3 separate regions of the Sus scrofa genome follow, and regions 1 and 2 are each linked to region 3. Evidence: chromatin contacts called from public HiChIP or PLAC-seq data. All regions are on one chromosome and are shown on one strand. The core of a region is the stretch at or near the end of the contact, and the rest is flanking DNA. Distances in the headings are between cores, read along the strand shown.

What was found. HiChIP or PLAC-seq counts read pairs in DNA pulled down with a chosen protein or histone mark.
Region 1: a contact with region 3 is called in an H3K27ac HiChIP or PLAC-seq map of alveolar macrophages. The contact joins the promoter of CST7 here to the promoter of APMAP in region 3. A contact is called at or near these places in 1 of 5 promoter capture datasets (liver) and 2 of 2 datasets of contacts at active chromatin or transcription factors (alveolar macrophages and skeletal muscle).
Region 2: a contact with region 3 is called in an H3K27ac HiChIP or PLAC-seq map of skeletal muscle. The contact joins the promoter of ACSS1 here to the promoter of APMAP in region 3. A contact is called at or near these places in 2 of 5 promoter capture datasets (fetal liver and liver), 26 of 47 Hi-C or Micro-C datasets (adipocytes, alveolar macrophages, blood and 15 more) and 2 of 2 datasets of contacts at active chromatin or transcription factors (alveolar macrophages and skeletal muscle).

What each region holds. Positions count from the first base shown.
Region 1 is chr17:30,756,730-30,759,480 of Sscrofa11.1, reverse strand. It overlaps CST7 (cystatin F), which reads right to left and starts at 1,481. Exons shown (of 4, transcript NM_001243310.2): 1 at 1,388-1,481. The coding sequence starts at 1,457.
Region 2 is chr17:30,838,342-30,841,069 of Sscrofa11.1, reverse strand. ACSS1 (acetyl-coenzyme A synthetase 2-like, mitochondrial) reads left to right here and starts at 1,271. Exons shown (of 14, transcript XM_001927113.6): 1 at 1,271-1,640. The coding sequence starts at 1,355.
Region 3 is chr17:30,793,560-30,796,259 of Sscrofa11.1, reverse strand. It overlaps APMAP (adipocyte plasma membrane-associated protein), which reads left to right and starts at 1,258. Exons shown (of 9, transcript XM_001927087.7): 1 at 1,258-1,416. The coding sequence starts at 1,325.

The DNA.
Region 1 (2,751 bases), core at 232-2,731, 37 kb after region 3:
CTGGCCTTAACCCACTGGGACATGCCCCGAGTCTGCATCCCAGCTCTGTCTCTCAGTGGCTGTGCCATCTCGGTGAAACTGCTTGGCCTCTCTGAGCCTTCTCATCTGTGTAACAGGGTGATGATGGCACTGGCCCACAAAGAACATGCACTAGTGTCATGATCATCAAAGATCAAATAGGCAGAATGGCTGCAGTGGGAGCTTTGGGGTCAAATGGGTCCATGCTGGGAAAAGTCTCCAAATGCAGAGGGGGGTCAGTGGCCCCCATGCCAAGACCTCCCCTGTGGTCAGTGGTCGCTGGACGCTCCCAGCTCCTGCCTTTGGTGACCGATGGTGCTGGACCCAGGTCGTGCCCAGGTGGCCTGTGGTGGGAAGATGGGCCGTGTGAGCCTGGCTGGGGGGCTTCCTGGTCAGGTTGAGGAAGAAGGGCTTTCCATTTTCAACCGAAGGCAAAGGCTGAAGAAATCGATGTAGCAATTTCCTAGGTTCTGATGGGCAGGGACGGAGGCTGCTGGGCCCCACATGCAGGTCAGTGCGGTTTAGCACCAGGGGTGGATAGGCCAGGTGGTGACACAGCGGCCCCTATTCCCTGCCCCCAAGGAAGGCTCTGGAACCCGCTCTCAAGAGGAGGGCGGAGGTGGGGGCAGACTTGGGCCCAGCAGAGCTGCTGTCTCTGCTTGACCACCGGACGGGCCTCCAAGCCACTTGCGCCACAGACAAGGCCCGAGGCTGGGTCACCTACCCTCGGTGTCCCAGGTCACTGGTCCTGCCTCGGCGCTCCCCACCTATAGCCTGTGGCCAGGCTCCAGCCCCCTTTGACAAGGGAGTAAGATAGATACCAACTGCCGCTTGGCCCCTCCCCCTTCCGCTGGTCACTTCAGTGCCAGGCACCAGCTTCCTAGTGCATGTGAGGGCAGGTCCTCATGGGCTGTGTGACTGGGCAAGTCACCTAACCTCTCTGTGCCTCATTTCCTGGCCCACAGGTGGCAGCTTCCTTCCTCCCCCAGCCCCAACCCCCAGCGCCGGCCTGGTGGGAAAGATGAAGGCTTAGGATCCCTGTGAGCCAAGTGACAGGACAGCAGCGGAGGCAGGAAGGATGCGCCATCAAATAGAATCGGCCTGACCGCTACCCTGTGTTCTATAGCTGTGGAGGGGCCACGGGGTCCCTCCCTCTGCTGCTGCTGGATGGTTCTCAGGACCCCCACAGGCCCCAAGAATAGCAGGGGGCAGAAGATATTTCCCTGGTCCCCAGGTCCCCAGTCTCCCCCAAGGCTGCTCCCCACAAAGGCAGCTGTTGTGGGGTCCCATGGAACCTAATGTGCCTCAGGAATGGGGGAGGGTTGGGGGTAAGCTCACGGCACCCAGGCAGCGGGAGACCCCCTCTTACCTTGTGAAGGGCCCCCGGTGGCAACCAGGACCAGGGTGCAGACGGCCAGCAGCACCCTGGCAGGACGCATGGCTGTGCCCAGGGCGGTGTGTGCTGGGCGCGAGGTGGTGGGGGAGCCCCGCCCAATGAACCGCCTGCCAAGGGGGTGGGGGATAGTGGTTTTTTGTTGAGTCGTTTTGGCCAGAAGCTCTTCACCTCCACATCCCTTGGCTACAAAGTAAACCGCTTCCTTTGTAAAAGTTTCCAAACAGCAATTATTTGCAGGGCAGGAGGAAGAGGTGAGAGCTATGAGCAAACCCTGCGATTTTCTACCCTTAGAACACATGGAAGAGACATTATAGCAGAAAAATGAGCAGGGATTTTAGGAAGCACAAGTACTGGGGGTTCCTTCTCTAAAAGGTGAAAAGGGTGAGCTCCCTAGGCCCAGATTCTGGGGTCCGAGTGGCCCCCTGCAGGAGATTGTCTTGGTGGTATGAACGGGTGGTGATAGTGAGAGGGTGTGTTGACAGCACTTAACTGTATGCCGGGCACTTTTCTCGCTGTTTCTTTAATCCCCCACCATCGTGTAGGGAATTACAACATTGTGTGAGTCCAGGAAACTAAGGCACAAGGGGATGAGAAGTTGTGCGGAGCTCTGCAGAGCTGTGGCCCAGGCCCAGCACTGTGGCCATGGTCATACCCACCGTCACCACCTCCACCCCGCCACCCCCCAGCCTCCCAGGCCCAGGGCCCTGAACCTGGAGCAGTCTGTGCCAGCCACACAGGCACTGGCCTGCTTGCAGATGCCAGCTTGGCCATGGGGACTCTGAGGGTGGCCCAAGTGTGCTGACACATCATCTAGCAGGACTGTCAGCAAAGGCACGTGGAGCCTTGCAGAGCAGCATGTGGGACCTCTGGAGGAGCCTGGGTGTGTGTGTGTATGACTCGTATGCATCTAAACAATGTACAGAAGAAACATGAGCTCCAGTTGCCCCGGCAGAGGATTATCCGATGGGCTTCTGACCCTTGTGTTCTGCGTGTGCTTTTTCTTTTCTTTCTTTCTTTTTTTTGGTCTTTTTGCCTTTTCTAGAGATGCTCCTGCGGCATGTGGAGATTCCCAGGCTAGGGGTCCAATCGGAGCTGTAGCCACCGGCCTGCACCAGAGCCGCGTCTGCAACCTACACCACAGCTCACAGCAACGCCGGATCGTTAACCCACTGAGCAAGGGCAGGGACCGAACCCGCAACCTCATGGTTCCTAGTTGGATTCGTTAACCACTGCGCCACGACGGGAACTCCTATATTCCCTTTCTTATATTATCTTCCTCTTCAGATCGCATAAATCTTTTGCCTTTTACTTTATTTTCTAAAATCCATGGTGGTGGT
Region 2 (2,728 bases), core at 22-2,521, 45 kb before region 3:
TTTAAATTAAGTAAAAATTGCAAGTAAATGCTCAGCACAGAGCAGGACCCATGTCTAGTGCTAGCTGTTATCACTGGTTTCCCAGCCTTAAAAAGCAGTAGCAGGAGGGTGAGCACACACACACACACACACACACACAGGCACACAGGCACACGTGCTGGGGCTGACTGACAGCACAAATACCTCCTACTGCTAACAGGAAGGGATCTATGCTAAACCCAAAGCACTCGACCAACCAGTTTTCAAAAATCCCCTCTCCCTTCTGTTTACATTACATGTTTACTTTGTGTGCTTGTTGTAATATTTAAGAGTCTAGTTGCCACAAGTTTCTGTGGGTTTCCCACTATCTTTCCCAGCTTGACAACAGGAACACAGCCTTCACTACTGGGTCCCCTGGGAGACCCTCCTCCCCCCAGGGAGACATTACTTTTGTTTACCTCCCCAGGGCTGCTTAAAGAATAAACGAGTCGGCGTCTGAAATGTGCAGCCTGGAAGGGGTAACCAGGGAACTCAGTAGTGGAGTCGGTGTAGGCACAGAGGGGTTAAGGAACTGGTCCCGGGATACAGAGCTAGAAACTTCAGATTTTGACCTCAGGCCACAGATGCTGGAGCTGCGCTTGAGAACTCCCACGGTTCCAAATCAATCATGGCTGGTGGAATGTTTGCTTCTCTGCTGTATAAAAGCACCAGATCCCAGACCCAAGGTCTTACAGTCTCCTGGTCCGAGGACCCCTGACCAGCCCACTTAGCCCACGGGGACTACTTGTGTATGTTTTGGGGGAAGGCGTACAGGCCACCCAGGCCGCTCAAGCATTCAATCTCGAGGCCCCACAAAGGGATGAACACTTTGCTCTCAGCCTCTGAGATGCTGAACCGACCAAACCTGACGAGTGGTCCTTGGAGCAACTTGTGCGCCTCGCTCCGCGGGTCACTAACATCTGTGCCGGCTCCCTCCCACCCGCGACGGTTTCCAGCTCCCAGGAGAGCCTGCATTGCCCGCGCAGATCTGCGGTTGACAAAACGGCGCAGCCGTCGGAACTCGTCGGGGACGCATCAACTGAAACCCCGGCAGCCCGGCAGGGGACCCCCTCCGCCGCCGCGCTCCCAACTCCACTTCCACAGGGGCTCCACCTCCCTTCGCAGCCCAGCTCTGCGTGGGGTGAAGAGGGGTGGGACAGGGCAGGGCGGAGGGGGGGGCGGTGGTCAGAGGCGGAGCGGGGGCGGGGAGTGTCGGGAGGCAGCTTCAGACAGGAGGGGCGGGGGGCGGGGCGGGGCGGGAGGCGGGGCGGGGCCGAAGCGGGGCGCGGGCGCGCGAGGGCTGGGTCGCCACAGCCGCGAGGGGCTCTGAGGCGCGATGGCTGCCCGTTGCTTGGGCTGCGGCGTCGGGCGGCTCCTGGGCGGCCTTCGCGGGGTGGGGGCTCGGGGCCCCGGGGTCCCCCGTCTCTGGAGCAGCGCCCCCGCCGCGCCGCCCGGCTCTTATCAGGAGCGGATCGCGCTGGCCGCGCGCGAGCCGGCCGCCTTCTGGGGGCCGCTGGCGAAGGACGTGCTCGTGTGGGACACCCCCTACCACACGGTGAGCGACTGCGACTTCCGCAGCGGCAAGATCGGCTGGTTCCTGGGAGGCCAGTTAAATGTGTCCGGTGAGTGGGCTCGGGGACCCTGGCGCCCGAGCTCGGCGACGGCTGCCGCACTCGCCCCCTCCTCAGCGTTCGGGCGTGCGGCGCCGTCACCCCGCCCCCACCCACCGGCCCAGCCCGGCCCACTCCCCTGCCACCCGGCCGGCACCCCCCACGTTGAACGGGGTCCCGGCGCCCCATGCCGTGCGCGCCCGCGGGAGGCAGTGAGACGCCTGCGCCGAGCGGGGGTGGAGGGCGCGGGGACCCCGGAGCCGGACTTCCTGCTCCCGTCCCGGCGGGAGATAGCACCGAGAAGCTTTTGGCTGTTGCCACCGCCAGGTGCGGGCCGGCGACTCGCTTGGGGAGCAGCCCTGCCCGTGTAAACAAATCGAGCTGTGGCGGGTGGCCGAGGAGGAGAGCCCCGCCAGTAGCCAGAATCGACCCGTAGCCGGAATCGGCTCGCAGCCGGGAAGGAAGCAGTGGTGGGGCCTCCCAGTTCTCAGTTTCACCTTCGCCCGGAAGACCCACGGCGCTGGCTTTAGTCCCGGTGCGTTTGGGACCCCAGAAACCAGCTCCACTGCCCGTCAGTCCTCGGGTCTCTGCAGAGACTGAATCCCGCCACGCGCTGTCAGGATTTGGGATCGGGTAGAGGGGAGAGTAACCCCTTCCCCAGCCCAGCTAGGGGAGAAGGCCCGGGAACTAAGGCTGCGGCCAGCCTGGCAAGGTCTGGCCTGGGTGTGGGCAGCCGGGCAGGGTGGTCAGAGGGGAACGGGGAAAGGTAAGTGGGGTCTGGGTTGTTTGAGGAAAGGAACTGTAGGTCTTCATGACCAAGGCCTGAATTGGGAAGTGGGGGTCTGAGTCTCCCAGGCTCCACCATCTACTGGCCCAGTTGCTCTGTACCTCTGAGCCTCAGTCTCCTCCTGGGTAGACTGGGGGTGGTAATGCCCACCTGAAGGGGCTGGTTGTAAGGACAAAGTACGCAGAAGTATGGACCGGTCCCAGCACTTATTGGCGATTAATAAATAGTAGTAATTTTAACTCATAAAATTCAGAAATAGCCGTAAAATAATAGCTAGTATCTTTCAGTTATTTTTCAAACAGAGACACTTAAG
Region 3 (2,700 bases), core at 9-2,508:
GCTGGGCAACACAAATGTGGCAGAGCATGTCCTCTGAGACAGGACCACTGCTCTCAAGGGACTCTCCCGGTGACCGATCCTGACCCATCCCTGCCTAGGCAGTCTACAGCTAACTCCAGTCCCAGATCTCAGGAGGGCCCTTCCACGAGCCTTTTGAGGAGACTCACACGAGCCCTGGCGCATTCCTTTGCTGCAGCAAGTTCAATAAACCTCACTTATTATTTTCGTGTACAGGTATGTTCCTGGCTACAACAGGCTGAGTTCCATAATTGGCGCATGTGGAAAGTACCTTAGAAACAAGGAAGATATCCTGCCTATGACATCAGGGGAAGGATTTTCAGCAAATAAAGTGGATTCTGAGAGATAAAAAGTTTTGGCCAAGCAGAGCTGTTACAGAAAGCATTGCCACAAAGAGTAAGGTGGACAAAGCCAGGGAGGCATAGAATTATCAATAGCAAGCAATCCTGAGTGTCTGAATCCCGAGTTCAGGGCAGGAAGGGGCCAGATCCCGAAGAGTAGTGGCTGCTTTTCACAGGGACGCCTCATTCCCCCAGCCGGGGCAGGCAGTGAGGTGGGAGTCCAATGCTCTCCAGCATCCAGAAAGGCCGTGGCATGCTCGCCTGGGACGCCTTCCAGCGCAGCACAGAAGTCGACTCTCAGGGCTTCACTTGCAGCACCTTCTTTGGAGACGGTGTACAGTAATATGACCCGGTTTCCCTGCCGAGAAAGCCTCCTCCCGTGTCTTCCCGAACCCACCCACCTTCAGCTCTGTCACTGCTGGACGCCCTCACAAGCCCGATGGCCTCTTCGGCCAAGGGCTCATCAAACCCCACAGCTGTCCACGACGACCTGGATCTTCTCGGAGGAGCTCGGGGGCCCGTCGGGTGCACGGCCCTGGGCTCTGTCCACTTATCCGGAGACAGCTCCGTCCACACGCGTACAAACTGTCGAACGTAGGCTTGACAGTCACAAAGGCGAACATGGGCGGCGGCCCTTTTCCCGTAACCCCATCGGTTCGAAACAGCCCCCTAGTGGGGCCACGTCCCTTCTGCCGGCGTGGGCACCGCGCCGCGGTCGGACAGGACGTGAAGGGCCGGGGGGTCGAGAACACGGCTGCCCTGGCCCCAAAGGCCGCTGGCTGCAAAGTGTGCGGGAGCAAACTTGCCGGGAAGTGCCTCGCAGCCGCGCCCGCCCTGGCGGCCGGAAGGGGCTGGACTCTCGTCACTTCCGCGCTCTCCTGGGGAGGTGGGGCCTTCTGCGTCACTTCCGTGCGCCGGGTAGGAGGCGGGCGGCGCGGCCCTCGGGTAGCAGTCCCACTGGTACCATGAGCGAGGCGGATGGGCTGCGGCAGCGCCGGCCCCTGCGGCCGCAGGTGGTCACGGATGACGGCCGGGCCCCAGAGGCCAAGGACGGCAGGTAGGCTGGGCTCGGAGCGGGGCCTGACTCCGAGGCAGCGACCGTGGCGAACGCCTCGCTTAATCCCTGGCTGCCTCTCTTCAAGGGAGGAAGCGGGTTCCTGCCGCGCGTGCACCTGCGGCCTTTCGGCCGGTCGCCGCGTCACTGCCCAGCCCCCGGGCCCCCTTGCCCCCGGCCCGGTTGCACTTTCCCTCAGGGACGCCCGCGGAGCCGCCCGGGGCCGCGGAGAACGGCTTCCGCACCTGCCTTTCTCGCCGCGTCTTCAGAAAGAGCCGCGAGCAGAGGGGACGTGTGGACAGTTTCTGTGAGAGTCCAGCCTTGCACGTTTTCCCAGTAGGGTCGGAGATGCCGAGGGCGCTGTAGTATCGGTGCCTAATACAAGAAATCCCTGGCCTTTGGCCTCCTCTTCTTCTCCCAGCCTTCCGGAGTTTAAATGTGCTTTGCTTTGTTAGTTAAAAACTGAAGCCTAAGCCTTGGAAAGTATTAAAATTCTCTTTTTAGCTTCGTGCCCTGAGTGTGGTAACTTTGAATTTTTTTTTTTTTTTTTTTTTTTTTTAAGGGGCAAGAGGGCCCACATAGACCGAATTTAAAGGGTGGAACTGATTGACTTACATGTTATTAGAACTATTGGCAGTATTTTCTGAGGTGCCACTGGGGGTGGTGTATACTGAATGCAGGACAGTTTTTGCCAAGGAAGACTGAATTTATTCACTGACGATAATAAGATGAACACGTTTGAAGGAGCACCATAGCAGAGAGGAGTGTTGGCTCTAGAAATGCCATTGACAGGATTTTTCAGTAATATGAGTCCTGGGGCCAGAGGAAGGGTTGGAAATAGGCTCCACGTACAGTCCTTACTGTAGGAGGACCAGCCATCCCAGTTTGCCTTGGACTCAGAGGTTTTAAGGATGTAGAACTTTCAGTGCCAACCCCGGGCAAACCAGGACAAATTGGTCACTCTTTTGACTGTGGGTGTTGTGAAATCATCTGCTGATAACTGAGGAGCCTTTAAAACAAACATGCATGGACTGGCAGTGCTGTGCTCCAGAGACTTCAAACAGGACATTGCCATACTCTAGTACCCAGGAGTCGGGAACAGCTGGCCCAAGCCTGTCTGTTGGGACCTGCAGGGCAGAGAGCACCGGAGGAGACCTGTTTTGGGGTGTGTGTGTGTGGGGTGCTCCAGGCCTCAGGGCAAGGAGCAGAGTTAATTCACTTGTTTTTCACTTTCTCTGTGGGGATTTCTTCCTCAATGGCAGGGTTAGTCCTAAGTTCTCACCTGCT